Linked DNA regions of Sparus aurata: region 1 is linked to region 2. Evidence: chromatin contacts called from public Hi-C data. All regions are on one chromosome and are shown on one strand. The core of a region is the stretch at or near the end of the contact, and the rest is flanking DNA. Distances in the headings are between cores, read along the strand shown. Region 1 holds the start of parvb (parvin, beta). Region 2 holds the start of LOC115586573 (zinc finger protein 862-like).

Region 1 (7,135 bases), core at 4,024-6,523, 170 kb after region 2:
TTGAATGAACTGCATGAAATCTTTATTTTAAACATTTTTTTAAAGCCCACAAACAAACAATCAAACAAAAGAATACTGCATAAGAAAACAGTTAATTATAATTACGTCTTCGAAAAGGAGTGGGAGGAAGTGTGAATGTGTCTAATCCCGCCCCCTCTCCACTAATCTTTAGCTAATAATTCAGCATAAGCTTCCTTACTTAATCATACCCTTCAATTCAATACCCATATAAATGCATGAAGCTGGTATAAAGGGAGTATTTTCACACACAAACAATGTCCAGTTCATGTTTTTGTTCTTAAATCTGGTAAATTAGCAACAGTCTTGTTATTTCACAGCAGCATAAGAGAACCGACTTGTTTCAATGAGCATTTGAACGGAGCCTTTAATATGTTTTGCTGCAGCGGATAATCAATCAGGCAGCGGCTGTATTCCTGTTAACAGAATTACACTAATTGAATTCAAACCAAAGCCTGCAGTCAAGAATGTTTCTCCTATGTCAGCTTCATTAGACAAATTCATGTCAAAAGCTCCTTAGTGGCATTATATACCTTAATGTGAAAGGACAAAATGAAAAGAGCTGTAATACATAGTCAGATTTTCTTTTTGCTCCTCAGACTGTAATCAGGCAGCAATGTAAACAGCGGAAAGCCGACTGAAATCGTAGTTCGCTTCCGCTGCTTCCGAGAGCGGGGAGGCGGTTTACTGCAGAACACAGGGGGGAGATATAAATAATGCAGCAGTGTGGAGAAGACAGACTGGACCTTAAATATAGCTTTGGTTATTTACACCAACACAGGCACCAGTGAGTAACAGCAGCCAGGAAATGACACAGTGTGTTCACTGAGGGGGGTCTTCAGCAGATATTAACCATCTCAGCCCAACTCTTAACTTATTACAGCTAATATCTACTGATCATGATATGATATGTTTCTTTATCTTCTTAATTTTATATCCAGATACCACTTTTACTTCTCCCCACTCTGTACATAAAACATCCACTGTGTGATATCCTGAACTCTTCCCTTAATCAAGTCAGTGTTTAAACATTGTGAAGTCTGTTTTCTTATGAAGGGTCCAAGGACCAAGGGAGTCAAATGTTGCCAAGGGTGGAAATCACTGAGAAACGCTACACGATAAATTGCCCACGATTGTGATAATATCACGATACAGCGATTCTGTGATAAACAGTACAGTGCAAGACACCAAAAAGTACAAATTACCTATGTATTCAAAGCACAGCGGTGTCTGACTTACAGTAACTATGCCCCACTAAAATCTTTTCAAGATTTGTTTTTGTAAATTCAGTAAGTTTATTTTTTTTTTTTTAAAAACATTATGTTTTATAAAAAAATTGCAATATTTGTCACCATCGGTGATAAGTATTATCGCCTTTTCTTGCAATACGATATAGTTCCTTATCAATATTTTGGCCCGCTCCTATTTATTACCGGTATTGATGTTTCTGGGTTTAGACCAAAGATTTTCTGAAATCAAGTTTTTTAAGAATTGCGACTGAGTTGTAGATGGAAAACAAACATTTCAGGGCTGTCTGGTGATGAAATTGTGCAACGGCATGAATGTTGATTATCTCAAATATAATTTCTTGTTACAATATTGGTTAGAAGATTGGCATAACTTACTTAATAAGCTTATACTGATCACTATATGGGCCCTGGTATGAATAAAATTGTCTTCACTCAACAGTTTGCAGCCTGAAACAGCAAATACACTTCTAACTTTTTTTTTTGTTTTCTGAAATGTTCCAAATACCAGTGAGTCTAGTAAAACCATACCGTGATTAAATTGTATCTTTTGGGTATATGCATTATAATACAGAAATGTATCCACAATATACTTTAACTTTTACTTTATATTTTACTGTAAATTAAGTAGCCACAATAAAATACGTGATTGAAAGCAAAATAGCAACAAACAGATGACTTACTATGATCAGCATCCATCCTAAAACTTGCCCTTAGTTATATTTTGTATTTACAGAGTGTATACTGTATACTGTACTGTAACGATAACACACTGAGGATGTGACATACTCATCATCTCTTTATCTACTAAACTAACACTGTCACGGCTCTGCCTGCTGCTGACAGAGAGAGCTGAGCCTTGTCAAAGAAACGCAGACTTCCTTTCAGTTATCAGGATAACACTGCAGAGAGAGCCATGAACACGCTGTGTGTTTGAAACCGCACAAACCTGGACTGTTTCTTTCATGCCTTGTTGAAATGCCATTAGCAACATTGTTAAAACATTTTCAAAAGCATTTAGGCTCTTAATTCTGTGCTAAAACATGTTTGGTTGCTAAGGAGTGCCGACACAATTCAGGAAACCGTAAGTCCCTTTCCGAGGGAACAATCCATCTCAGCCATTAATGATTATTCAGCAGTTGTGAGGCAACTTTTCCAGTGAAGACTCGTCTCTCTTGGGTGTTCCTCTTAAAGAGGATACGACACCACACCCAAAAGTAACAGAAACCACAACAGCAGCCATGTGAGGCCACATGCTGTGCTCCATTAGCAAGACTGCACCTCATATACTCTCCTCTTATACTGATTTCTAATTCTAAAATCACAAAGTTCTTCGACATTTAAAACAACTTGTGCATCATGTGAGGTTTAACCCACTTTGACCACACGGGGGCACTGCCCCCCACACGGGGGCACTGCAGAGTTCCCATGCTGCAGAATCCATCGCCTCCAGTACTGACCTACAGACATATGTTGACAAAATTTATAAATTATAAATAACTTTTTTCTGTAAGTGAAAGTTTCACTAATAAAAGAAGAATTTGTGTTATCATGTAATTAATGATATGGGTAAAAAAAAAATCTAAGAAAAAATATGCTTAAAACTTTAGAGTTGCAACCGATGATTATTTTCATTAATGACTGACCTGCTGATTATTTTCTCAAATCAATGTTTTGTTTGCAAAATCAAGAATACACTGTGGGGAAAAAATCCCCTTAGTAACATTTGAAAAGTGCTTGTTTTGTCCAAAAGCTCACATATACTCAACTAACCATAATACTGACAAATAGAACCAGCAAAATCCATGTTTCAGGCCCATGAGACTTGTGATATTTGTTTTGAGAAGTTCTGCACCAAGTTACGTTAACAAACAGCAAATCTGCTTCACGGGACAGAGTGAAGCTTCAGGCACAAGATTAAGCAGGAAGACAATTATTCTCATTACCTCGTTACACGAGGGCTCCACCTCTCAGTCATCATCTAATTAACTCACTGGGCTGAACTGTCTGTGGGTTTCTCTGTTTGAAACCCCTTAAAGGTGCACGATGTAAGAAACGACCACCTCTTGAATTCAATCTCCAAACAAATAGGGGGCAGAACAACACTAGAGAATCCGTTTACTCCTGCTATGTGACTGTTGCTGCTGGTAGGCAATTAGCTCAGTTAGCCATGCAGTTAGCAGTCTGGACTGCGTGCTGTGAGTGGTGTTATAGAAAAGGATGGGCAACTTAATTTTTTCACGGTTTCAACCGACATTCTTACAAACTGCAGCTTTAAGGCTGAAAAATCGCGCTCCATTCTTGCTGCAGTCTTGTTCTTATGAATAATATGGCTGCAACTGATCATTATTTTCTTCACACGTCACCATCCTGGTAAAAGAAAAGAAAAGAAAACGTGTGCTACAGAATAGGCTCTACTTCTAACTTTTAGAGAGGAGCAATAGAAAGCATCCTGACTGGAAACATCACAAACGCGAATGGTTTGAGCATGCTCCAGTACAGGAAGGCTCTACAGAGAGTGATTTAAATCACCCAGAGCATCACCGGTACCAATCTACAGAACATCAGTGACATCTGTGAAGTGAGATGTCTGCACAGAGCCCAAAGGATACTAAAAGACGACACCCACAACAGCCACAATCTGTTCACCTTGCTGCCATCTGGCATGAAATACAGAAGTCTCCACTGCTTCTTCCTTTCCTCAGGCATTGGGACGTAGTTTGTCCACAACAATCCACCAATGTAACATAAATGGACTTAAGTGAGCCTTTAAAATCAGCCGGAAATGTTCAGTTTTAACAATATTTGACGGCAATGATTTTTTCCCACCAGTTTTAAAAGGCTAAAACTAACATTTTTAACAGTTTGATTACCCAGAGATGTGTGGAATTTAATGCGGCTCCTGAACAATTAATATGTCTCTGTCCTCCTGCTAGCGGACCTCCTTTAATGGAGATTACAAACACATGTCTGTGGGTACACAAACAGACACACACACACTCAGACACAGACAAACAGTGAGGCGTTAAACCTTGCAGCTGTCTGTTTTACCACACAGTGTCTGGCCTGTGGGAGGGCAGAAATAGTTTGGGCAACAACTGGAAAACTGGGTCAGGAGAAAAACTATAAAGAAGTTTTGGATTTGATCTCCAAAAATACGGAGAGAGACGAAAATCCCCTTAGAGCTTTATCTTAATAACCTTGCATTCCTGTCACCGGTCACTGACTGTATGATCTATTTATGTTTATTACCTCATGTTAAATGCCTGTGCAGTCACTAAGAGGCTTTGTCTCCTCTCTCTCTCTCTCTCTCTTTCTTACAAGTGTTTCTTACCCTTAAACCACACAGAATGAACACTAGAGCTCAACATATCTTAATGAGGACACCTTCAATTGGACTCCTAATAAGAAACCTATGTTAGAGTGTTAGACGCAGCCATAAGCTGAAGACAAACCTGGTGACACACTATGACTGTGGGTTGTGAATCATGTGTACAGCTCATGATGAAAGTGCTGGTGATGTCCCAGAGGAGAATATTTTAATAGTGCATCATGTGATTGCAGCACCATGGACAGAAACACAGCACAGGGGAGCAAACAGTGGCCTTTTTTTTTATCTCAGATTTATCATAACAACGAAACACAACACTCACCTTCTTTTGCCTTTTTCTTCCGCGCCAGGGTTCCTCCTAATTTCCCGAGGAAAGACTCGTCCTTCTTCATCTTAGCGGACTGCGTGGTCGCAGAGGTCCCAGACATCTTTCAGACGTGATGCGTTTGCGTGTTCACTCTCTCTCTCTCTAGCGACCGTTAATACTGTCACTCCTCCCCGTGATGCATTCAGGCACCGATGTACGATCCAATCACAGCGAGAAAACACCGAACTAACACATTCACAGGCACACAGCAGAGTGGAGGAGGAAGGAGCAGAGCAGGTCGGGCATTCAGACGGACCGACTGACTCACACACACAGGTCCATGTGAGTCAACAGCTTCATCTGCTTCAGTGTTTACTGTCGGGTCACCCCACAGCGCCCCCCAAAGGCATGATGCGTTTACAGACCCCCACTGATCGTATTCCCAAAGCTCTGTGTAACACCATTTTAGTCGATATGAAATCAAATGAATGAATTAATAAAAAAAAAAATCTGCCTATGAAATACATCCCGAAATGAATAAATCTGGCATTATAACCTTTGGAATGACAAGTCTCCTAAAATAAATAAAAGTTGTCCTTATAAAACATTTTATTAAAAAAACCTAGCCTGTTTATTTGAAAGATGTTGCCTCATGTGTATATTTACACGCACTATATATTTCTTGCTACATTTATTTATGTCAGAATTAATTTCATAAGCATCATATCTTTCATACTCATTATTTAATATTGACAAAAATGACATCCCATACAAGAAATTAAGATGAAAATCCTCCAATAGCTCGTTCAGAACCCTTTTTGCTTATGTAAAAAGTGAAATATAAACACAAAAGTACAAGCAGAAATCCTGCACTCAAGATGTGTCAGAATTTGAGTACTCCTTTTTTGAGAATAACAGTATAACAAGAAAATAATTGACATATTTAGGACAGACACTATTTAAATGTCTTATTGACCGATCTTGATGATTAGTGGATAAGCCTAGTCTCTTGTTAAAAAAATTCAAAATTACAAACATAAAAAAACAACATATAAATGAGAAAAATACAATCTTTTGATGACAAAGACTTGAAATAAATTTGCACAGTTATCAGTAGCACGAAAAAGACATCATTTGTGTTTCTCATCTCATCATAATTAATAACATACACAGACATTAATAATGTAAATAAATCTTTATCAAAAAATGGTATAAATCACTTTGACAATGAATAATTGGGTTCAAAATATTTTGATTCATACAGATTATACATATTTAAAAAATACAGTTTATTTTCAGGCACAATGTTTTTGTTTGGACAATAAAACCTGTAAAATATTACAAAATGTTATAAAGACATTTGATGGATGTGCTTCAACTGATCTCTTTACAAAAACAAGCAGGACCATCTTCAGCGCTCCTCACCTCCGCCAGTCTGTGGTGCTGTTTTAGGAGACAGAAATTCCTATTACTATAGTACAAGCAGTCAGATTATGTGTATTAATCTTATTATGTGACGTTGCTGTTGTGAATTCACCTGTAGTCTGCAGCAACTTCCAGTCCACCTGCAGTGTTTGTCTGAGCCTCTCCAGCATCTCCACATCCTCTGGTACAGAAGTGTGAAGCTGCCCCAGACAGGGGGCAGCGTCCCCGAGGAGAGAGGAGGTTGTGGGGGCCACACAAGCCTTCTCACCCTCCTGAAAACACAAAATTACTGACCATTATAGCCACCTGTACTTCCACACTATAAAGAAACAGGGTACTATTTTCTGTACTTTTATTAAAACTGCCCCAGCCTTCATACCTGCATGAGCACCAGTGTGTGTCCCTGTGCCAGGCCCTGCAGCAGCCCTGTTAGTTGTTGCCACACACTGTCACTCAGTCCACTCTCTGGGGCCCGAACCAACAGAACCAGACTGGGGTCATACTCATACCCCAGAGGCAGAAGGAGGCCCAACACGGCCTGAATGAACCCTGAAACATCACTGCAGCCCTGTGGGAGGACAAACAAACGCACGTGGGATGTGTTCACATCTGTCTTTTTAACTAAACACACACACGCACTGCACATGAAACACACTTCAATATGTTAACGGGGGTCTGCAGAACTTCTGTGTTGTGCTGAAAGTGTCATTAGTTTACGTCAGCAAACTCCATTTCTAAACTAATATTAGCTACTGTTGTACCGCTTCGACAAGTGTAACACAACGTACCTTCTTGAGACACACAGGA
Region 2 (6,296 bases), core at 386-2,885:
TTGTAAAACAATTCAGTCAGTGTTTAATGCAACTTCATTTTTCAAGTTAGTAAGTTAATGTCATTAGTAGGACTTGGTTTGTACAGACTACCTGGATCTGGTGTAGGCGGGACATCCTACATGCTGAGTTGTCATAGAACCGAAACAGCTCCCCGAGATTTTGCTTGAACTTGTTTCGGAAGTAAGCAACAGCTTCTCCAGCCTGGCCAGCTGCTAGTGCCAGCCTATGCGCAATGCAATGGATGGCAACTAGATGCTTGCTCTGGCCCTTGAGAAGTGTTGCCACTCCATTCCTCTTTCCTGGAAGACATTGAAGGTAAATTGTGAGTACTTTTCATGTGCCATGAGAAATTAAATGACAACTTTATATACAATGAATACTTTACAATAACTCACTCATTTGAAATTAACTGCTACCCACCTGTCATCACAGGCGCGCCATCACTGCCAAGCCCCATCAGTTTTTGCACATCCAGGCCCTTCTTCTGTATCCAGGCCAGGATGGCAGAACTGATGGTGTTGGCTTTGCCGTCATCCACCTCCACCATCCCAGCAAAACGGTTGATGACTTCCCCTCCTGTGATCAACCTGGAAAAAAAGCATCACAATAAAGCAAACATTTTTGGCAGCTAGTTTCAATCTACATTGGTAGGCTTACATCGTTTACTGAATGTTAGTCAACATAAAAACCTAAGACTTACCGTGTGAGCAGCACCAATTCTTTCGTTGTTGTAATGTCTGTCGTCTCGTCCACCTGCAGACCGAAGTAGGTGGAGCCTGCAAGTAACCTGCTGTGTTCCGCCTGTAGCTGGTCTGCCATCACCTGTTTAAGTTTGTTTGTGGTGAGGAAGTACATTGTGTTAATGTTGATCAAAAAGCAAGATAGTTTTAAAATCCACTCAAAGGTATGTAAAAACTTCAAAGATCAGTTCCACACCTGTAGGAGCTCCTGTAGGATGCGCTCACTCGTGTACGTCGCATTTTCACCCTGGGATAGATGTGAAAAGACATCACATCCCAGGTGGTCTCTAGCGAAGTCCACGAGCGATGAAAACTTGGTCGTGTGCGCCATCTCTTCCTTAGCCAGGAAGTACAGCGTCTTCATCGCCTTGGTGAGAGCTTCTCTTTGGAGGGAAACCTTTAGAAACACAGGAGACAAGAACAGGAGATGATCAGCAAGCTAGACACCTGTTGTACATATAGTCAGTCAGTCTAGTACAGACAAGGACATGGTACTGCGCACGAAGAAAGTACTGCTGCTGTTGCGCATGTTATAATAAATTATAGGATCATATTGATTATAGTCATAAAAATGTTGTATTCTTACCTCACATTGAAATGCCTGGGCAATGCCCCCATTTCTCTCCGAAAACAGGCGGACATTTTCTTTCCATACAGCCTGTTTGTGTTGGAACGAAGGGGCATGCCTGGTGATGGTGTCAGTCCTCAGGCATGCCACTGGATCCTTCGCCCAATACATCTGGCCGTTCCACTGCGCTTGGTTGTGGCGCCGACAAATGGAACACAGCAACCCGATGATGTTGCCATCTTCATCTTGAACAGGCACCAACCACTTGTACTTAGTCCACTTGGGGTCCCATCCAGTCTTGTGTTTTGAAGTTCCAACAGAAAAATAAAAATATTTTAGTACTGTTTCTGGCCTGACTCTATGCTGAATTGTTGATTAGTGAAAGTCCAGACTTTTTCACACATCATCCCTGCATAATTTTAATTGGAAAAGTTTGAATTCCCAAGTAACAATATCATTAAGCTAGGGGCATTTACTTCAAAAATGGAAATTGTCACCTTGTCCTTGTGGTTCAGATTTTGACACCCCTCAGTATTATTTAAAAAAATTGAAAAACAAAAGGTTTAGCTTTACTCCCCTGAAAAAACATGCAAGCCTGGTAGTGGCTAATTTGATGTCCTTTCTAGTCTAGTACAAAAATTTCAAAGAATGTAAGTTTGTCTCTGTACCTCAAAAAGTTCTTTTGTCTTTTCGCCATTTTCTTCATGAACGCTTCCCTCTTCACTGTCACGGGGGCTGCAGCATTGTTGCTAGCTGGTTGTGTGCCGGTCTCTGCCTCCGTGTCGCTCGGCGCTGGAGCACCCTGCTCCCCAGACGGACCGTCGACTGCAGCGCCTCGCAGGCTTTTTTCTGGCCGCTCCTCCTCGGCTACACGGGGGCTGGTCACCGCCAAAGACGCACCAAAAAACGCAGAGATCGTCCTCTGATCATCGGGCTTGTCACGCTTGCGTTTTGTCATGCTTCGTCTCGATATAAACAGGAAGTGTATGTGAAAATTCCCCGCGAAAATATCCCTTTAAACGTTTGCATGCAGTCGGAATTCCACCAATAAGAGTGCTTGATTTCGCTGCGTCAGAGTATATCCGCCCAATAAGAGGCAAGTCTCGCGGTAAAACATCGCGAGATGAGGCCACTCAGCGAGACTTCATGGGGAACAATGGGAAAGTGACATGCGGGCCTGCAGAGAGACAGGCACGAGTACAGCGGCGCTGAAGCAGCAGTAGAGCGGCGCAGCGCTGCTGTTCCACCGTCTGGGGAGAACCCTGCTATTACTGTATGTACAACTGTGGCAATATCAACAAAATATGAACAATGAATGAACTATATACAAAAAATATAGAATATGAACTAAATATGAACAATATACAAAAACTCTAAAATGTGTATAAAAGTAAAAAGTAGTGGAAAATGTATAAGAAAACTTGTCTACAAAAATTACGTATGTAACTGTACTTTAAATATAAACATAAAAAATGCGCTGTGATGCGCAGTGGACATTTTGGGCCATTCTACATTCAATTTTGTGTGTGCCACTCATCGAAACAGTCTCTTGTGGCAACAAAACACAAGGGAACATCACACGTTGAACAGCCAACTGGTGTCTTTTTGTGGCAGAGTGTGCAGAGCCGTCTGCCGTCACTGCCTGCATCCCGCTTAGCCACATTTTGTCCCTCTGTGAAATAATGCAGCTTGTGGGATGCTGCTGGGTTTGGGGGGTGCAGTGATAAATGAGGTGGATGGCTGGGATGTTGATGCAGGTCCTTGGTCCGCAAGCTCCTAAATAAGGGCCTGACGGAACTCTTTCTGCGTCATTGACCCCCTCTGACACTGCTGGTACAGGTACTGGTGGATGTAGAAGAGGATCGTTGGTGCTTCTGACGACCGCCTTCAGCAGGAGAGGGGGTTGGGCGTCTGACTGACTCACTTTGAGGCTCCCCATCCACGTCACTGTCTTCAGACTGTGACCTACAAAACACGATGCAATGCACAAATGTTACCAAATATAATGAAAAAATATATAAATGCAATTCAATGGGGTGTTATTTACATAGGAAACAAATAAACACAGATATATGATATTACATATTACACAAAAACATCAGGAAAATAACTGTACATAAACAGAATAATTGAATTGGGGGAATTTTCCCAGTGTCTGGTCAGTGAAAAAGATCTAGTTCAATTTGTTTACAAGCTTGATAAAAAAAATCTAAATAAAAGGGAAGATGCTCAAAAAGAATTACATTATAGAATAGAATTACAAGGATTACATAACTTTTAGTTGAGTAGTTGAGGCTAGCTAGGCTAATTAGGCCCTGGTGCGCTAACCATTTAGCATCATTTATGAAATGCTAATGTATACTGTACTGTTCACGGTAAGCCCACTAGTCGCCAGACGCAGTGATACCCCTCGGCTCGTACATAACTGACCTGGGCACGCCTACCCTCGTTGGAATAAATAAAATAAAATAACTGACTAGAAGCCTGAGTGATTGACATGTCGGTAGCCAATATACTATCCCTATACTAAGGCAGCGAAAAACAGTAAACAAAGCCTATTGGTCCTTCAAACAGGGAGCGCTCGATCTACATCACGGGCTGTGCTAGGGTGAAAAATGAACAGAAAAAGATGGGGACACTTTTATTTTGTAGCCCGCAAAGTGATGAAAACAAGCATACCCAACAACACCATACAGGAACTAGAGAAAACATCGATGCGGCCAGTAGGCGATATGAGGGGGGGGGGGGTGCTATCCCCCTTGTTAGCAAAATTACCAAAAAGCATCTCCCTTGTTAGCCTGACATCAGTCTCCATCTGCTAGTAGCAGATAGTGTGCTAAAATCCTGAGTGGCCGCGATCAGCTCCGACGCACAGTGGAGTCATGCCGGGCACGGCTGCTTTGCGATCCGGCTGCTTTGCGATCCGGCTGCCCGGTTTATTTTTTACCAAAGCCGCAACAAGCTGCACATAGCAGATCGCGCCAACAGGAAGTCAGAGACATGGAAACGGCATAGAGTATCCCGCCAGTTTTCAAAATAAAACACTCTGTGCAGACTCCCGACTGTATAAAAAACGAAAAATTACCAGATCAACAAAGTCTGGCAGGCAAAAGACTCCGCTTCTGAAACGTTCTTGTTATGACGCCGTGCGGAGGGTGGAATAAAACCTGTAGCAGACGCACATGTTTATTTTCAGTAATGTTTTATTTTTTTCAGAGATGAGTTTTTTCTGACAGTTTAATATTAATAGTAAGTTTGTTATTTATGTTCTAAAACTAAATGTTACTTTTTGTGAGTGTTTTTAGTGTGTCTGTTAAGAACATGGTGGCTTATGTTATGTTGGTAATTGTCATTTTTGTGCTGGTTTATATCTTAACCATTAGGTAGCTGTTACATTTTGGAGCTCTTTTACCCCACGTCGAAACGCACCCTGTAGGAGTGACTTTCTCCATTCTGTATTGTAGTTTTTAAATATATGGTCTTCATATCGGACAATATATTCGCTGATACCGATATATCTGTCATAATATTGGATAAATATAATAAATAGATAAAATCGGCCAACAAATAAGTCGGTCAAGCTCTACTATTTTGCACAATGTTGATTGAGTGTCCTTCAAGAAATTTAGATGGTAAAAAATTCCAAGTCTGAGAAACATGAGAAAACGCTGCCTGAATAAACTCAGTCCACTGCATACAATTTAAAGGTGTACTTACTCAATACTTTAATTCAGTTATAAAAAGACAGTTGTAGTATGTAGAGAAGGAAGATAACTGGATAAAATGGAATTGTAGAATTAGAAATGTCATAGTTATGGTTAAGAGTGTGTACATAGGTGTGTCGGGGCAGGGTGATGCTCGCGTTGGGCCATCCCCCTTGTTAGAAAGTAACAAATCACCCACTGGATGCAGCCGATGAAGTATGGATTTTATTTGCCGAACAAAGTTGGTAGACGATAAACAAATGGACTTTACAGGACGATATTCACAAGCTGGAATAATTTTATGAAAAACTATTTTGATGCTTTTGATCAGTGGATTCTTACGGACGACTGGAGTATAAATAATTGAGGAATGGACACATATTATGGCTTTATGGCCGCGTCAAAGGTAGGGAGTCGCTGTGTGTTTCTCATGTCTCACGTTTACCATGCTGGTAAATATCAATGATTTATGGTTTGGTGCTCATGATATCTGCAAAATCAACTGGATGAATTAATTGTGGAGATTCTACCCTTTCTAACGACGTATAGTATGTCCGTAATGATGAAAGTTGAAGCGGGATACGTCACTGAGTAGTGTAGACATACAGTCATTTATCTGAAATAGCCGTCGGCGGGCGGGTGGGTGTGGAGAGGTGTTAACAGACTCCAATAAGCTACAATTACATTCAGTGTTACACCATGGGACCATTGTGGGGATTTTACATTTTGACACTGTTCATGGTCCAATCCTGCTGTGCTTTTCATCTTTTATTATGTGCAAAACTGGGCTAATCCGTCTAATTAGCTCAGCAATAAACAATTAATTTTGAAACTGTACAACTGCGATGCAACTGGGATGTATGTAACAGAACTCTTCTAGTTATGTTTGATAAGGCCTCAGCTGTGTGTTGAAGATGTAAGAGTCAGAATATCTGTGAATAGTTTTTGCAGGATGACAAATTTGACATAGGGATGTTCCAAGACAATGGTAAAGATCAATGCCACTCTAATATGTGGCATATTAGTAAATTAAAATAAAACTGATCAAAAGCAGATCCTTTTCTTCACTGAACTCTACTGCGTTTTGTCCACCCGACTCTGCTAGTGTTGCTGTTCTAAATGGCAGCCTGGCTCTACACTGCAAGCATTCTAATTTTTATGTGGGTGAAATCAATCATGCAAATGTGAAAAATGATTTTGTCGCACCGGTGATTGACTCTGTTCTTTCACCTGCGTTGGCGAAATACACATATTCTCTAAATTCTAGCAGTAATGAATCTGTC

The links. A called contact is a pair of places that touch in the nucleus more often than the background predicts.
Region 1: a contact with region 2 is called in a Hi-C map of skeletal muscle, with 3 times the contacts expected there. The contact joins the promoter of parvb here to the promoter of LOC115586573 in region 2. A contact is called at or near these places in 2 of 2 Hi-C or Micro-C datasets (skeletal muscle and an unstated tissue).

Annotation. Positions count from the first base shown.
Region 1 is chr8:17,485,919-17,493,053 of fSpaAur1.1, forward strand. parvb (parvin, beta) reads right to left here and starts at 5,274. Exons shown (of 13, transcript XM_030425874.1): 1 at 4,919-5,274. The coding sequence starts at 5,024. hdac10 (histone deacetylase 10) reads right to left here. Exons shown (of 20, transcript XM_030427192.1): 17 at 7,117-7,135; 18 at 6,708-6,896; 19 at 6,441-6,600; 20 at 5,628-6,346. The coding sequence ends at 6,315.
Region 2 is chr8:17,316,519-17,322,814 of fSpaAur1.1, forward strand. LOC115586573 (zinc finger protein 862-like) reads right to left here and starts at 1,636. Exons shown (of 7, transcript XM_030425720.1): 1 at 1,328-1,636; 2 at 938-1,138; 3 at 702-823; 4 at 422-588; 5 at 92-300. The coding sequence starts at 1,480. All of the region lies in intron 1 of shisal1b (shisa like 1b), which reads left to right.